Linked DNA regions of Mus musculus: region 2 is linked to region 1. A link is a contact called in public Micro-C data. All regions are on one chromosome and are shown on one strand. The core of a region is the stretch at or near the end of the contact, and the rest is flanking DNA. Distances in the headings are between cores, read along the strand shown.

Evidence for each region. Hi-C and Micro-C count contacts between places; a contact is called where the count stands out from the background.
Region 2: a contact with region 1 is called in a Micro-C map of embryonic stem cells, with 2.2 times the contacts expected there. The contact joins two enhancer-like sites. A contact is called at or near these places in 2 of 39 promoter capture datasets (hippocampal neurons and liver), 3 of 484 Hi-C or Micro-C datasets (the N1E-115 cell line and embryonic stem cells) and 1 of 115 datasets of contacts at active chromatin or transcription factors (embryonic stem cells).

The regions. Positions count from the first base shown.
Region 1 is chr10:59,932,487-59,939,652 of GRCm38.p6, forward strand. No RefSeq gene overlaps it. Among named protein-coding and RNA genes, the nearest start is that of Ddit4, 16 kb to the right of the region's middle. Within about 2 kb of position 3,810, at least 25 of the 459 cell types and tissues checked have an H3K27ac peak or open chromatin away from gene starts, as enhancers often do. A contact at or near this core is called in embryonic stem cells, where this site is marked.
Region 2 is chr10:60,227,604-60,234,769 of GRCm38.p6, forward strand. It overlaps the pseudogene Gm2038. Among named protein-coding and RNA genes, the nearest start is that of Chst3, 12 kb to the left of the region's middle. Within about 2 kb of position 2,893, at least 29 of the 459 cell types and tissues checked have an H3K27ac peak or open chromatin away from gene starts, as enhancers often do. A contact at or near this core is called in embryonic stem cells, where this site is marked.

The sequences.
Region 1 (7,166 bases), core at 2,560-5,059:
TTTAACTCTCTCAACTGGACCCAGCAATAGAGGAGTGGAACCTTCACCCCATTGTACAGACGAAGACACTGAGGCTCAAGGTGAGCCCAATACCCAGGCAGTAGTCCATGGGTATCTGGGGAAAGGAATAAGAAATGCCATTCCCAGCTCCACCCACCCTGACCTCAGTCGGCCTGCCAGGAAGGGCAGTTCGTGCCAAGACTGGTGGTTTCCTTTAGTCAAACTGCGTCAGACTCTCTCTGGGGGGTTAACCGACAGGAACTGGTAGCTCAGCCTTGTGAAAGATCAAAAAGGGGACACCAGGCTTCTGGGCACAGTTGAAGCTGTCCTTCAGCCCATACGTGTGCTCTGTGGGAGAGGCTGCTTGGGGTGAGCCCTGGACTTGATATTGAACAGGACCTTTCTGTGAACTTCACTTGCCTTAGCTGTAACTAAGGCTGATTTTTTTTGTGGGACATGAGTGGCTCATGTCTATAATCCCAGCACTTGGGAGGCACAAGAAGGGAAGGATTGCCACAAGTTCAAGTCTGTCCACACCTACATAGCAAGTTCCTGGACAGTTAGGAACACATAGGAAGGCTGTCTCACAAAACGGAGGGGGGAAGTAAGGATTATGAAGATTAACTCCGAGGGCCAGGGGTATAGCTTGTTGGTGGAATGCTTGTCTAGCACATTCGTGACCCTGGATCCCATCCCCAGCACGATTAATTAGTTAGGTAATTAACAACTTGGTAGTTCCATTGGTAGAGTGTGCTTGTCTAACATTTATGAATTCAAATCCAATGCCCAAATTCGAACCCTAGCACTCAAGAGATGAAGAAAAGAACAGAAACTCAAGGGCATCCTTGGCTACAAAGAGTTTGTGGTCAGCCTGGACTACATAAGACCCTGTTTTGCTGGGCAGTGGTGACACACACCCTTAACTCCAATACTCAGCAGACAGAGGCAGGTAGATCTCTGAGTTTGAGTTTGGAGCCAAACTGCTCTACAGAGCGAGTTCCAGGACAGCCAAGGCTACACAGAGAAGCCCTGTCTCAATCATTAGCATCATCACCAACACCAACACGCACAGGCTTCTTGGTGTGGCCTGTGCTGGTCAAAAGTCAGGAAGGATGCTTTCCTGGACCTCAACCAAACCAAAGAAACTTCCACCCAGAGGTCTTTGGGCCTCACTTCCTGGGGCCGGTTCTCCTTAGTAAACAAGGAGGCCTCAGCATGCCACAGGCTGGAAGGTTCAGTGCTGGGGGAGGGGGGGTTGTTTGTTTGTTTTTGTTTTTGTTTTTGTTTTGAAACAGGGTTTCTTTGTGTAGCCCTGGCTGTCCTGGAACTCACTCTGTAGACCAGGCTGGCCTTGAACTCAGAAATCCATCTGCCTTTGCCTCTCAAGTGCTGGGATTAAAGGCGTGCGCCACCACTGCCCGGCTCAGTGCTAGGTTCTGATCAACCTTTTTGCCAAATAGTCATTCCTTTCTCCAGTAAAGGAAAAAGGAAAAAAGAAGAGAAGTGGAGAGGAGAGGAGAGGAGAGGAGAGGAGAGGAGAGGAGAGGAGAGGAGAGGAGAGGAGAGGAGAGGAGAGGAGAGGAGAGGAGAGGAGAGGAGAGGAGAGGAGAGGAGAGAAAAAAAGAAAACCCGGACACGCCCACTTTGCAGACTGCAGTTCAGAGAAGTTGACAGTGCACCAGCAGGGTTGCTCAGGATTGCTCTACAGTATGTGCTGCAAATGCCTGACTCAGCTGGCTCAGGGACAGAGGGACCTCTGGAACTTTCTCAGCAGGGCATCCTTAAATCCTGAACAGACCCATTTGTCAAGTTGGAGCCAGGATGGTGTGCTGGCTATCTAACCCCAGCGCCCTACTGGTTCACTTTGTCCTTAATGGGGGCTGGCCTGGCACCAAGCCCCTGGGGGCAGAGGTCACCTTTCCTGACCTCCAGTCCCCAGCTCTTCCCTTCTGTGCCCAGCATGGTCCTCACCTCTGCTGCTCTGCTGCAGTTCCTCTTGTGGGAGGGCACTGCAGCCTTCCGGAGCTAAGTTAGTGCCTACAGCCTTGGGGGGCTATCCCACACTTAGCCAGAGTTAGAGCTACCCCGGTGGCCTTGCCGCTGTGTCTTAGCTTCTAAGCAGAAGAGTAAATCTTCCATGTCTCCAGCTGCTTTCTTCTCTCTAAAGCAAGCAGGATTTCTACAGCAGCCAGCTACTATGCTTGTGCAGGGCCCCTAGGAAGTCCCTTAAATGCCTTTATTTCTCAAAAGTCTATCATTAGATAAGTAGGACTAAATTGTTCCTACATCAACATCACAGATTTATTCTTGCTATATAATCTAGGCTGGCCTCTAAACAACCTATATAGCCCAGGCTGGTCTTGAACCTAAGTGATCCTCCTGCTGTAGTTCCCTACATGCCTACCTAGAATAGTGGATGTTATTCTTTGACATTACACATTACAGAATTCTTTCTTCTTTTTTCCCCCCAGAGCTGAGGATTGAACCCAGGGTGGAGCCCTTGCTAAGCACGCTCTACCACAAAGCTAAATCCCCAACCCCACATTACAGAAATCTTGAGAGCAGGTTTTGTTATCATAAACATGGTTTATTGTTTAACCATGCGTCCTGCATTTATATTCAAAGCCCCCCCATGAGCTTGTGTGTGTGTGTGTGTGTGTGTGTGTGTGTGTGTGTGTGTGTGTGTGATATGATATTACTAGCCCTCAAAATCTCCTCATGGATTATCTCATTTAACTCTTATAGCTCCTGGGACAGATTTTATTTTCCTTGTCTTATAGAGCAGGAAACTGAGGCCTGGGAAGGGTAGGACGCTTGCCAGATGTCAGGAAGTCTAGCTCCAGATTGTACCCAGTCTTCTACCGTTTAGTATAGTGACTGCACAGAGCTAACAACTGTTTGGTACATCCATGCAAGCGTGTACACCTGCACCCCCTTCAGCTCATGAGGGAGGCCTCGAGGACCACCCCACTGTACAGAGGAGAATGGAAGTGGCTGGTGACTGACAGTTTCAGGATTCATCCCAGTATCCCAGCTCAGACCAGCTCAGCGACCAGAGTCTGTTTAGTGGCTCCCAGAGACGTGCAGCACCGTGGGCTAGAAGCGGGAGATCCGGGGAACAAACTTCACCTCAGGGCTAGAGAGATGGCTCAGCGGTTAAGAGCACTGACTGCTCTTCCAGAGGTCCTGAGTTCAAATCCCAGCAACCACATGGTGGCTCACAACCATCTGTAATGGGATCTGATGCCTTCTTCTGGTGTGTCTCAAGATAGCTACAGTATATTCATATACATAAAATATGTCTTGTTTTGTTTTGTTTTGAGAAAATAAATTTTAAAAAAATTTCACCTTCTTTCCTTCCTTCCTTCCTTCCTTCCTTCCTTCCTTCCTTCCTTCCTTCCTTCCTTCTTTCCTTCCTTCCTTCCTTCTTTCCTTCCTTCCTTCCTTCCTTCCTTCCTTCCTTCCTTCCTTCCTTCCTTCCTTCCTTCCTTCGCTTGTCTCTTCTTCTGACCTTCTCTTTTCTCTCTTTCCTTCCAATCATTCATTTAGCCCCTGAGAACCCACTAAGGAAAAAACCCAGGGAGACTTGAACAAATATCCCCCCAAAGAGCCAACAGTCTGTAAACAAGCTGGCCATGTAGTTCAGAGGTAGAGCAATTGTCTAGGCTATGTAAGGCTCTGGATTCCACCCCACCCCTGTTCCTGCCCCAGCCTCTGTTTCTGGTTTTGAGTGTCTGGGGGGTGGGACCTGTGCAGAGTCTGCTGCCATTTAAAGCCTTTCCCTTTTCCTCAGCACAGCTGGGGAGAGACTGACCCGAGGTCAACCCAAGAACAATCCCAGCCTTACTTCAGAGCTGAGTCTCCCGCCACCAGGCTGGAGATGCAGAGAGAGCTGGGGAGGTCCTTTTGGGTTGGTCTGTGCTGCACACAACATTCACAAGGCCTCTTGCTCTTTGACTCCAGCCTCAAGCACAAGAGATAACCAAGCCTCCATCCCCAGTAACCAAGCCACGGCAGCAGGAAAGTGGGGAAGGCCACCCCTTAGGGCAGGGACAGGCCAGCTGATTTCAGGACTCCTTAGCTGATGGCAATGCAAACTAAGGAAGAGTCAAAACTGGAAAGGCCTCTTAGGGGTTGTCTCAAAATGACTTTGTGGAGCCTCAGTCTCCCCATCTGAGTGTAGTGAAGCAGTTCCTGAAGCCCATCTGTGGGGACTTCGTAGGGTCTGTGAATGCCCCGCCCCCATTTCCTCACTTCCTGGATCTTCATCTCCAGCGTGCTGCCCAGTTTGCAGAAGCAGAGACAAGGCTCAAGGGCTTGCCTGCAGCCCGGCATGAGAACCACATCGAGGGAGGGGCTGGAGGGATGGCTCAGTGGTTAAGAGCACTGGCTGATCTTCCAGAGGTCCTGAGTTCAAATCCCAGCAACTACATGCTCACAACCATCTGTAATGGGATCCAATGTCTTCTTCTGGTGTGTCTGAAGACAGCGACAGTGTACTCATACATAAAATAAATAAATAAAAATTAAAAAAAAAAAGAAATAAAGAAAAGAATCACATTGAGGCTGGCAGGAAGACTCTGTGATAACACACTTGCCCTGGAAGCACCAGGATCAGAGTTCGGATCCCCAGAACCCAACTACAATCTGGGCAGGTATGGTGGTCACCCAGATCTCAGAAGACAGACACAGGAGACCCCTGGGGCAAGCCAACTAGCTGAGACTAGCTGGAGCTGGTGAGCTTTGGGTTCATGGAGAGACTGTCCCTATAGATATAATGGAAAGTTACTAGAAAAGACACCTGGTATCCACGTCGGACCTCCACACACAGGCATCCATGTGTGTGCACACGCATACACAAATATGCATACACATGCATGTGTCTTTATTTTTATTATTTTCTTCTTTATAAGCAAGGTCTCATGTGTCCCAAGTGAGTATTGAACTCACTATGAAGCTAAGGACGGCCTTGAACCCCTGACCCTTCTGCTTTCACCTCTCAAATGCTATGCTTACAGTCACCAACCAACAGACAAGTCCAATTTTATTTTATTTTTTTTAGATTTGTTTATTTATCTTATGTATGAGAACACTGTCGCTGTCTTCAGACACACCAGAAGAGGGCATCGGATCCCATTACAGATGGTTGTGAGTCACCATGTGGTTGCTGGGATTTGAACTCAGGACCTCTTGCTCTTAACCACTGAGCCATCTAGCCAGTAGGCCAATTTTAATTTTCTTTCTTTTTTGTTGTTGTTGTTTTTGTTTTTTGTTTTTGTTTTTCGAGACAGGGTTTCTCTGTATAGCCCTGGCTGTCCTGGAACTCACTCTGTAGACCAGGCTGGCCTCCAACTCAGAAATTCGCCTCCTCTGCCTCCCAAGTGCTGGGATTAAAGGCGTGCACCACCACGCCCGGCTCAGCCTTAATTTTCTTATTAAATAACATTATTCTAGGGGCTGGTGAGATGGCTCAGTGGGTAAGAGCACCCGACTACTCTTCCAAAGGTCTGGAGTTCAAATCCCAGCAACCACATGGTGGCTCTCACAACCATCCGTAATGAGATCTGACTCCCTCTTCTGGAGTGTCTGAAGACATCTACAGTGTACTTACATATAAAATAAATAAATCTAAAAAAAAAAAAAAAAAGGTCTTTCTAGAGAGTGCTCCCTCTCCTAGAACAAAAAAACAAACAAACAAACAAACAAACATTATTCTATTGCTTTCTATTGCTGTGGGCAGGGAGTATCACACACATGCCATGGCTTAGGGCAAGTTTTGGGAAGCTGGTTCTGTTTCCCCCATGGTTTCCAGAGACCAAACCTAGACATTGCCCACCAAGATGGTACACCAGGCCATCAGCCACTCTGTTTAAATCAGATCAGTGCAATCCAAGCTGACTTCAAACCCACAATCCTGCCACTGTGCCTTGCCTTATTTTATTTTTGAGATGGAATCTGGCTAGATGTCCCTTGCTAGTCTCAAACCCCTAGACTCCAGCAATCACTCCGCCTCAGCCTGCTGAGTAGCCGGCACTCATCCATCAGCCTACGCAGCATCTACCAAGCCTTGGCTGTATGCCGTAAACTGAGAGGAGCCTAAGAGAGAAAGCAATGAAGGAGGTCTGTCCCTACCTATAGAAATGTGATCCCAGCAGGGAGGAGGTGACACACAGGAAGTAAGGTTTAGATCACGGGCTCTCAACCATCCTAACCCTACAACTCTTCAACACATACAGTTGCTCATGTTGTGGTGACCTTTGACCATAAAACTATTTTCATTGCCACTTCGTAACTATACTTTTGCTAGTTATGAGTCGTAATGTTTCCTGGAATCTGAATTTCCTGGAAGTCTTAAGTGACCCCCATGAAAGGGTCCTTTGACCCCTAAAGGGGTCGCGACCCACAGGTTGAGAACCACTGGTTTAGATAGTCACAGTGACTAGGTTTGGCAGATTTGGCTGATGCAGATCAGGAGGCTGCCTTGGGTCCCCCAGAAAAGGATCCTGACTAGCAAAGGACTGAGTAGGGGGTGGAAATGAGGAAGCCTGGGTCCCAGACCTCAGTGTGTCTGGCTCAGAGAAGTCAGAGCTGCTGCTCAGAACAGCTCCATCTATCCAGGTGATTTTAAGGCTCTCAGTGTCCTGCCTGACAGGAGTATCCTTGTCCTAGGTGCTTTCCAGCCCCACCCACTTTCCTGGAGCCCAAGTCACCCATTGCTCCTGCCAGGTGTGTCCTGGTGTCACTCTGAGTAACCCCAGGACCAAGGTGAGCCCACCTGATCTTGATTCAGATTGAGTCATCTTACTTCCTGCTCTGACATCTGGGGGAGTGGCAGGTCCTCATCATGACTTCCTCTGTTGAACCACCTCTATGTCCTGCAGGGGAGATGGTGGAGCCGAAAGAGACCCCAGCCACTCTGATTAACTTGCTCTGACAGCTCAGTAATGATCCAGACACACCCCATTGCTAATAGAAAAAGGGCCTGACCTGGGGGAATACTGCTTCTTTCTTCTCCCCCTCCTCCTCCTCCTCCTCCTCCTCCCCCTCCTCCTCCTCCTTCTCCTCCCCCTCCTCCTCCCCCTCCTCTTCTTCCTCCTCCTCCTTTTCTTCTTCTTCTTCTTCTTCTTTTTCTTCTTCTTCTTCTTCTTCTTCTTCTTCTTCCTCTT
Region 2 (7,166 bases), core at 1,643-4,142, 290 kb after region 1:
CTTTTCCTTTTGATGCTATCAGTGTTCTCATCTTTCACATTTTTAAAATTAGTTCACCTAACACTGGCCCTTCTTGTTTCCTCCTCTCCCCGTTTGCAAGGATCTCAGCCTGATGGGCACATGAAAGGTTTCCAACTACTTCACAGCAAAGAGAAAAATGTCATTTCTTCTATAATTTTTTACCCAGTTAGGAAAAGCTAAACATTAGCTAGCCTTTCATCAAGTTAGCATAGAACAAAGACATAAAATTGTACCCACTACAGTGAGATCAGAGTACAAAAACCACCAGCCACTGGGAGAAGCTAAAATACTCAGGTTAGCTATTTAGTCCCCTGACTAGAAGAAAACCATGTCAGTTACAATTAAATAAAGTAAAAACGTAGTTCCATCTCGTCTGGTTTTTGGGTTTTTAACAAATAGAAACCAGGCAAGGCGAATCAACACCTATACCCTGAAAGTGACAAGGAACGTCGTGTTCAAACTCATCATGTCTTGAGGGGCTAAGAACAGAGGGAACTGTTCAAACACGGGGAGTGCCCGGTGGCACAAAGCACAGTTTACAGCGTGCTGGCTGGCACTGAGGGCTGCTAGAATGAACTTCCGTAGATCTTCGCCTTGGCCTACTTGGGCATCGTCTTCCATATGGACATGGAAAGTGTTTAGCTTATTATAGGAACTGTACAGGGTGTTAAAGTGTCCTGCCCTGTGAGTACAGACAGACCAACTGAACTGTAATCAAAGTGGGCATTTCTGAACACGTGGTCTCCTGGCATGGCCTTTTTGTGAGGCTCGAGATGAATGGCATTCTTTAAGAATCCCCCAAGGTGTCTGGAGGAGCGGGGACCACTAAAGTGGGCTAGGGAGAAGATAGAGTAGCCTGCGGGTGGGGGCTGGACAGGGGAGCCACAAGGGGAGCGGGCCTCATAGACTGCAGAACCGACTGTCTTTTCCTGGGAGTTCTGCCTGTCCATGGAATGCCACCGAGGGAGGTCATGGTTCAGGCCTTTTTGGGGCTTGTTCAGGGGCCTGCATTTTTTTGCCTCCTCCCCAGCCTCCCCTGGAGACCTTGCTGTGTTCTTCTCTGACTCAGACTTCTTTTTTTCATCTTGCATTCGCTTTACCTGGAGCCACTCTGTGTCCTTTTTTAAGTGGCCTTGCCCACAGTGGCAGGAACAGAAGCAGAGAGCCAAGTCACAGTCCTTCTTGGTCCACATGTTCTGGGGACACTGCTTCTCATTCCAGCTGCGGGCCCTGCCATCATTTGGCTAATACTTCTACATCACATTATTCATCATGGAAGGAGGTCAGGACAGGAACTCGAACGGGGCAGTAGTAGAGTTCGAGGAGGGGTGCTGCTTACTGGCTTGCTCAGTCCACAAGGCTAGAAGTCTTGGCTTGTCTTCCATATATGCTGGAATCCCTGAGAAGCAGGCACCAATGAAGGAGTGGACTTGCTAGTAAGGTGAGAGCAAGCAGCCAAAGAGCAAAGGTTTCCTTCTTCCAGATCTTTATATAGCTTCCAGCAGAGGGCTTGACCCAGATTAGATATGGGTTAAAGGTCTTAATATATAAGGCATGTCTTCCTTCTCAAAGATCCACCCGAATTGGAACATGGTGCTAAATATGTTCTGGGTACAGAGGCTGGAGGGGTGCCAGCTGTATGACGGGCAGTGATGGGGCTTGGTTGGGGGCGGGGGAAATGGGCAGGGAGCTACCCAGGTCTCTGAGATGGCTTGGAAGATCAGCAAAGAAGGCCTGGATCCAGGCAGCTGGAGAAGAGGGACTGGTGTTACCTAACCTGACAATGCAGTCAGTTCTGGTCTGGGACCAACGGGAAGAACGCCTGCGTGGAACTCTGTAGAGCCTTGGGTGGCCATTGCCCTCCAGGCTGTAGCTTTCTTCCTCCAGTTTTGTGTTTGTTTCAATGATTTTCATGACAAGTTCTTTTACAAAGTCATTACATTTTATTTACTGGGGACAGGACACCCTGTGCTGCACATGTGGAGGTCAGAGGACAACTGGTGGGAGTCCGTTCTCTCCTTCCTCCGTGAGGGTCATGGGGTGATGGGGATCCACCTCAGGTCATAAGGCTTCGTGGCAAGCTCCTTTACCCTGTAAGCCATCTTACTGGCAGGATGTTTGATCACATTGTGAACCCCCAGATTGTGAACTGGGAAAGCCTTGTGGTGTAGCTCAGTTCCAGCATGCACCTTTAACCCAAGAGGTAAATGAAGTCAACCCTAGGTCAAGAGGCAGAGCAAGCAACCAGAGGACAGGGAGAGAATGGAAGAGAAAGGAGGGATGGGGCTGGAGAGATGGCTCAGCCATTAAGAGCACTGACTGCTCTTTTGAAGGTCTCGAGTTTAAAATCCCAGCAACCACGTGGTGGCTCACAGCCATCTGTAATGGGATCTGACGCCTTCTTCTGGTGTGTTATGAAGACAGCTACAGTGCACTTTCATTAAACAAACAAACAAATAAATCTTTGAGACAGACAGAGAGAGGGGGGGGAGGGACATTGGGCAGTGTGGAGAAGAGCCTTTCTCCTTCTGGAACATCAGTGAAGCAGGAAGGTCAGCTGGGCGCTTTCTCTCCCTCTCTGAGCCAGCAGGTTTTCATCCCAGCATCCTGCTCCCAAGTCTTCATTGGTTAAATCAGACGGCCCGGATTTTGTGTTTTTAAAACAACAGGCCCCTGCTTCTGTTCTGTGTTTTGAAACAGATTTGAAAATTATCAAGAAAAAAAGTGATTTTCATATATATTTTTAGCTCTAGGCTTAAGAGAGGTGATGAGGAAGGAAGTCTTGTTTGTGTATCTTTGAGACAGGGTCTGAATGGAGGTCAGGGTAGCTAAGGATGACTTTGAATCTCAGATCCCCCTCCTAAGCGATGGGGTTACAAGTATGTGCCACCACACCCAGTTTAGGCTGTGCTGGGAAGGAACTGAGTCCAGAGCTGTGTGCACAATGGGGCCAGCACTCTGCAGTGGAGCGTCTGCCCCACCTCCCCTCCAGTTTAACTTTTTTTGTCAGGACAAGGAGGGAATAAAGGCTGTGCCTCTAGACACCTTTCTGCTTCCAGGTTGAAACCAACAATCAGGCTGACTGCCCGGCAGCGCCTCTGCCTCTCTAACTCCCACAAACACTCAGCATGTCCAGGCGTTCAGAGCAAGCTTGCACCTTTCTACCATCTCTGGCTGCTTCTTGAATACTTCTTGTGAGCAGACCTGCCCTTACATGGGATCCAGGCAGGCTATAGCTTGTCACAACATGCCTGCCCTTCCCTTGGCTTCAGACTGTCCCCTGTTGCTGTCTCCCTGATTAGAAAGATACCTGACTTCCTACAGGGCCTTGAGCAGCACCTGAAAGACACTCCAGTAAAGCACGCTCTTACTGAGTCAGAAGTCTGCCCCAGCCCTGGCCCTGACATCTGTGTGACTGTAAGCATCAGCTGCTTCTCCCACACAGGGAGCTAGAAGTGAATGATCTGTAAATCAGATCCAGTCCCCAAGACAGGAGGTAGCTTCCCTTAGGTAGTAAGGGTGGGGACCACAGCAGATCTTGAGCAAGTCAATTAGCACGCGACGATTCCTGAACAGAAGAATCATTCTCTAGTTGGCCTCAGGGAACCTGCATAGCTCGTGGAGCCCGCAAACTCCACAGCCTGCTTGTCCCCTCCCTTTCTAGGCACAACCTCTCTGGGTGCTCCATTCCTGGCCCCAGAACCTGCACCTTTAAGTTGGAGGGCTTTGGGCAGCATCTTGGAGGACTTGGGGCAGCATCTGGGTATGGGTGGGACAACTCTGATGCCTGGAATCTCTTCATCCTGGCTCTGCCTTGTCGCCATTGGCTTTGGAGCAGAGTTCCTGTGCCTGTATTGACTGGCTTGATGTGGACTGTGGTCCAGTGCTTGGTTCCTCACTGTCCCTGGCTTCCTGGGTAGATGATTTAAGAAGCCACTGGAGAGATGGCTCAGCTGTGAAGAGCGCTGACTGCTCTTCCAGAGGTCCTGAGTTCGAATCCCAGCAACCACATGGGGCTCACAACCATCTATAATGGGATCTGATGACCTCTTCTGGTGTGTCTGAAGACAGCTGCAGTGTACATAAAATAAATATACATGCACATAAAATAAATAAATAAATCATAGAAGAAGAAGAAGAAGAAGAAGAAGAAGAAGAAGAAGAAGAAGAAGAAGAAGAAGAAGAAGAAGAAGAAGAAGAAGAAGCCGCCACTGTGATAAAAGTCCAGGCAGGCAGGTGGTGGCGCACGCCTTTAATCCCAGAATTCTGGAGGCAGAGGCAAGTAGTTCTCTGAGTTCCAGGCCAGCCTAGTCTACAGAGTGAGTTCCGGGACAACCAGGGCTACACAAAGAAATCTTGTCTTGGTATAAAACAAACAAACAAACAAACAAACAAAGTTCCGATTTAGGCCCCTGCATGGAATTCAACCCAAGACCTTGTCCCCGGCGTTGACACCCGTGTTGTCCAGAGTGCCTTTGCTGTCTGTCTATAGTAGGGACACCAGACCATCCACTCTGTAAACAATATTTTTCTATCAATGGTAGTTAGCCCCAAAAGACTGGCCTGCTGCTACACCGCATGGGCAAGCCATAGACACACAGAGGCCCCTCTGCTGCTGTGCAATGCATTGTGGGAAGGAGGAAGAGATCCAGAGACTGGCTTGTAGTCATGCTATCCAGCAAGGGCAGGCTGTAGACACACAGAGACCCACCTGTTGCCACACTAAGTGGGCCACCGATGTGCCACAAGGGTGGGCTGTAGACACCTAGAGGCCTGCTTGTGCCACACCACAGGGCTTGGGCAGAGGAGGTCACCCAGAAGCCAGCCTGCAGCAGGGAACACTACAAAGCACAAGTGTGTAGTAGACAGATGGGAGAGAAATGGAACATTTGAGCATTAGGAAGAGAGATGGAACTAGAAATTCCAGGATGGAGAGGAATAGCAAGCCTGCTGTTAGTAGCCAGCCCTGCCACCTTTGATGGTTTGTATATGCTTGGCCCAGGGAGTAGCACTATTAGAAGGCATGGCCCGGTTGGAGTGGGCATGACCTTGTTGGAATCCATGTGTCACTGTGGGTGTGGGCTTTAAGACCCTCATCCCAGCTGTCTGGAAGTGAGTCTTCTCCTAGCAGCCTCTAGATGAAGATGTAGAACTCTCAGCTCCTCCTGCACCATGCCTGCCTGGATGCTGCCATGTTCCCTTCTTGGTAATAATGGACTGAACCTCTGAACCTGTAAGCCAGCTCCAATTACATATTGTCCTTATAAGAGTTGTCTTGGTCATGGTGTCTGTTCACAACAGTAAAACCATAGCTAAGAAACCACCTGAGGCCATGGTGAAGTCTGGGCCCATGCTGTCACTGATGGTCATGTCTGGCTCTGTGGCCATGTAGCAGCAGGGGTTGGTGTCCATGTTGTGACTCGTATTACCACTAGAGACTGTGCAGTCGTCCCTGGTCTGAGCAGTTACGTGGGTCCACAAAGATGTCCGTGGGCTGTGCCGGACTGGCCCTGCCCCTCACTGGAGGGAGGAGCACTTGGGAGAGAGGGCCCTTCACCTCACCCAGGCAGCACAGTAAAGCTAGCCCTGGTGGAGAGGGTGCAGGTGAGCAGGGACTGAAGGCAAGAGTGGAGTGAGGGGTAGCTAGCTCCGCCACTTGTCTGTCTGCAGTGAGGCGGTGTAGACGAAGAGGTGAGCCCCTCCCCCATCACCCCTTGCCACCTGTGGTAGCCGGGAGAGCTCACCCAGGCCATTGCTGGCTGCAGGACTCCAGGGAGTGGGCCCCAAGCCTTGCCTAGGCAGCACAGTGAGCGGCTCTGGTGGCATGGGTGTGGGTAAGCCAGGTCCTGCTCCTGTGCATCAGTGGCATTGCGTGAACTAGCTGGCGCATGCTGGAGAGGTTGCCCTGGGGGTGCAGATGTGGGAGAGCTGGTGGGCTGGCTAACTCAGCTACCACCCAGGCCCAGATCCAGGGCTTTGAGTTGGCCCACCCCAGCATCTACCTCATCTGTGAACTGCTGGACCAGGAAGGGGCTGGTCCTATTCATCAAAGCTGCAGGATCTCCATGACACAGGGCAACAAGAGCAATGACTCATTGCAATGAACATTTGCAAGAGAAGATGTGTGGATAAACGGATGTACTGTGGGACACACCGTGACACACTACAGCTTCTACAAGATGTTTTCTATGCTTTGTTTTTCAGTTGTTATTGTTGTCTATTGGAGGTGTTGCAAGGATAGAAGGCTGATACGAGGGAGATGGGGAACTGGGGTGCATGACATGAAACTCACAGAGAATCAATAAAAAGTTGGGGGGCAAAGGTACTTAGCCCCACAAGGGCTTCATTTTCCCAACCCCCGTCTTCCCCTTTGTAGCAATTAGCTAATCGTGTCAGACTGTGAAGTTCAGCTCCCACCAATGGGATCAGAGTAGTCTGGACTGACATTAAGGAGAAGAGACAAGGCGGTCTTGGTCGTGTGCAGAACAGAAAGAAACTGCTTTGCCAAGTTACTTTTGCTTTGTTCCTTCGTGAGACACTGAGATTCTTTCCTGATAACTCTCAAGGTCCCTACAGCTCTGCCACCCTCTACTGTCGAGCCACGGTCACAGAGTTTCAGCCACCCAGACTTCATGCCCGATGACAGATCCCTAGCCTAGCCTTTGACCTTTTCTTGAGACCCTCAGAGCAAACATCACCGCCGTCTGAGAGACCAAGGCTCCTCCTCAGTATGAGTAGCAACCAAAGATGTTTTCTGAAGAAAAATCAAGCCACAGAAACCATGGTTTCCAGGATGTTCCCGGGGAATCAGGGAGTAGCATACAGCCCTGTTGACTGTTGTATTTTTGGTTGCCTGTCTTCTTTTTTTTTTTGTTTTGTTTTGTTTTTTGAGACAGGGTTTCTCTGTGTAGCCCTGTGTGTCCTGGAACTCACTTTGTAGACCAGGCTGTCCTCGAACTCAGAAATCTTCCTGCCTCTGCCTCCCAAGTGCTGAGATTAAAGGCGTGCGCCACCACCACCCGGCTTTGCCTGCCTTCATTTTAAACAATGGTAGAATGCCTTCCTCCTTGGCTGTGGAGGAGGAGGACACGGTAACAGGCCACATCCACTGGAGCATGTTGAAAGGTTCTGTAGCCATGCTCAGA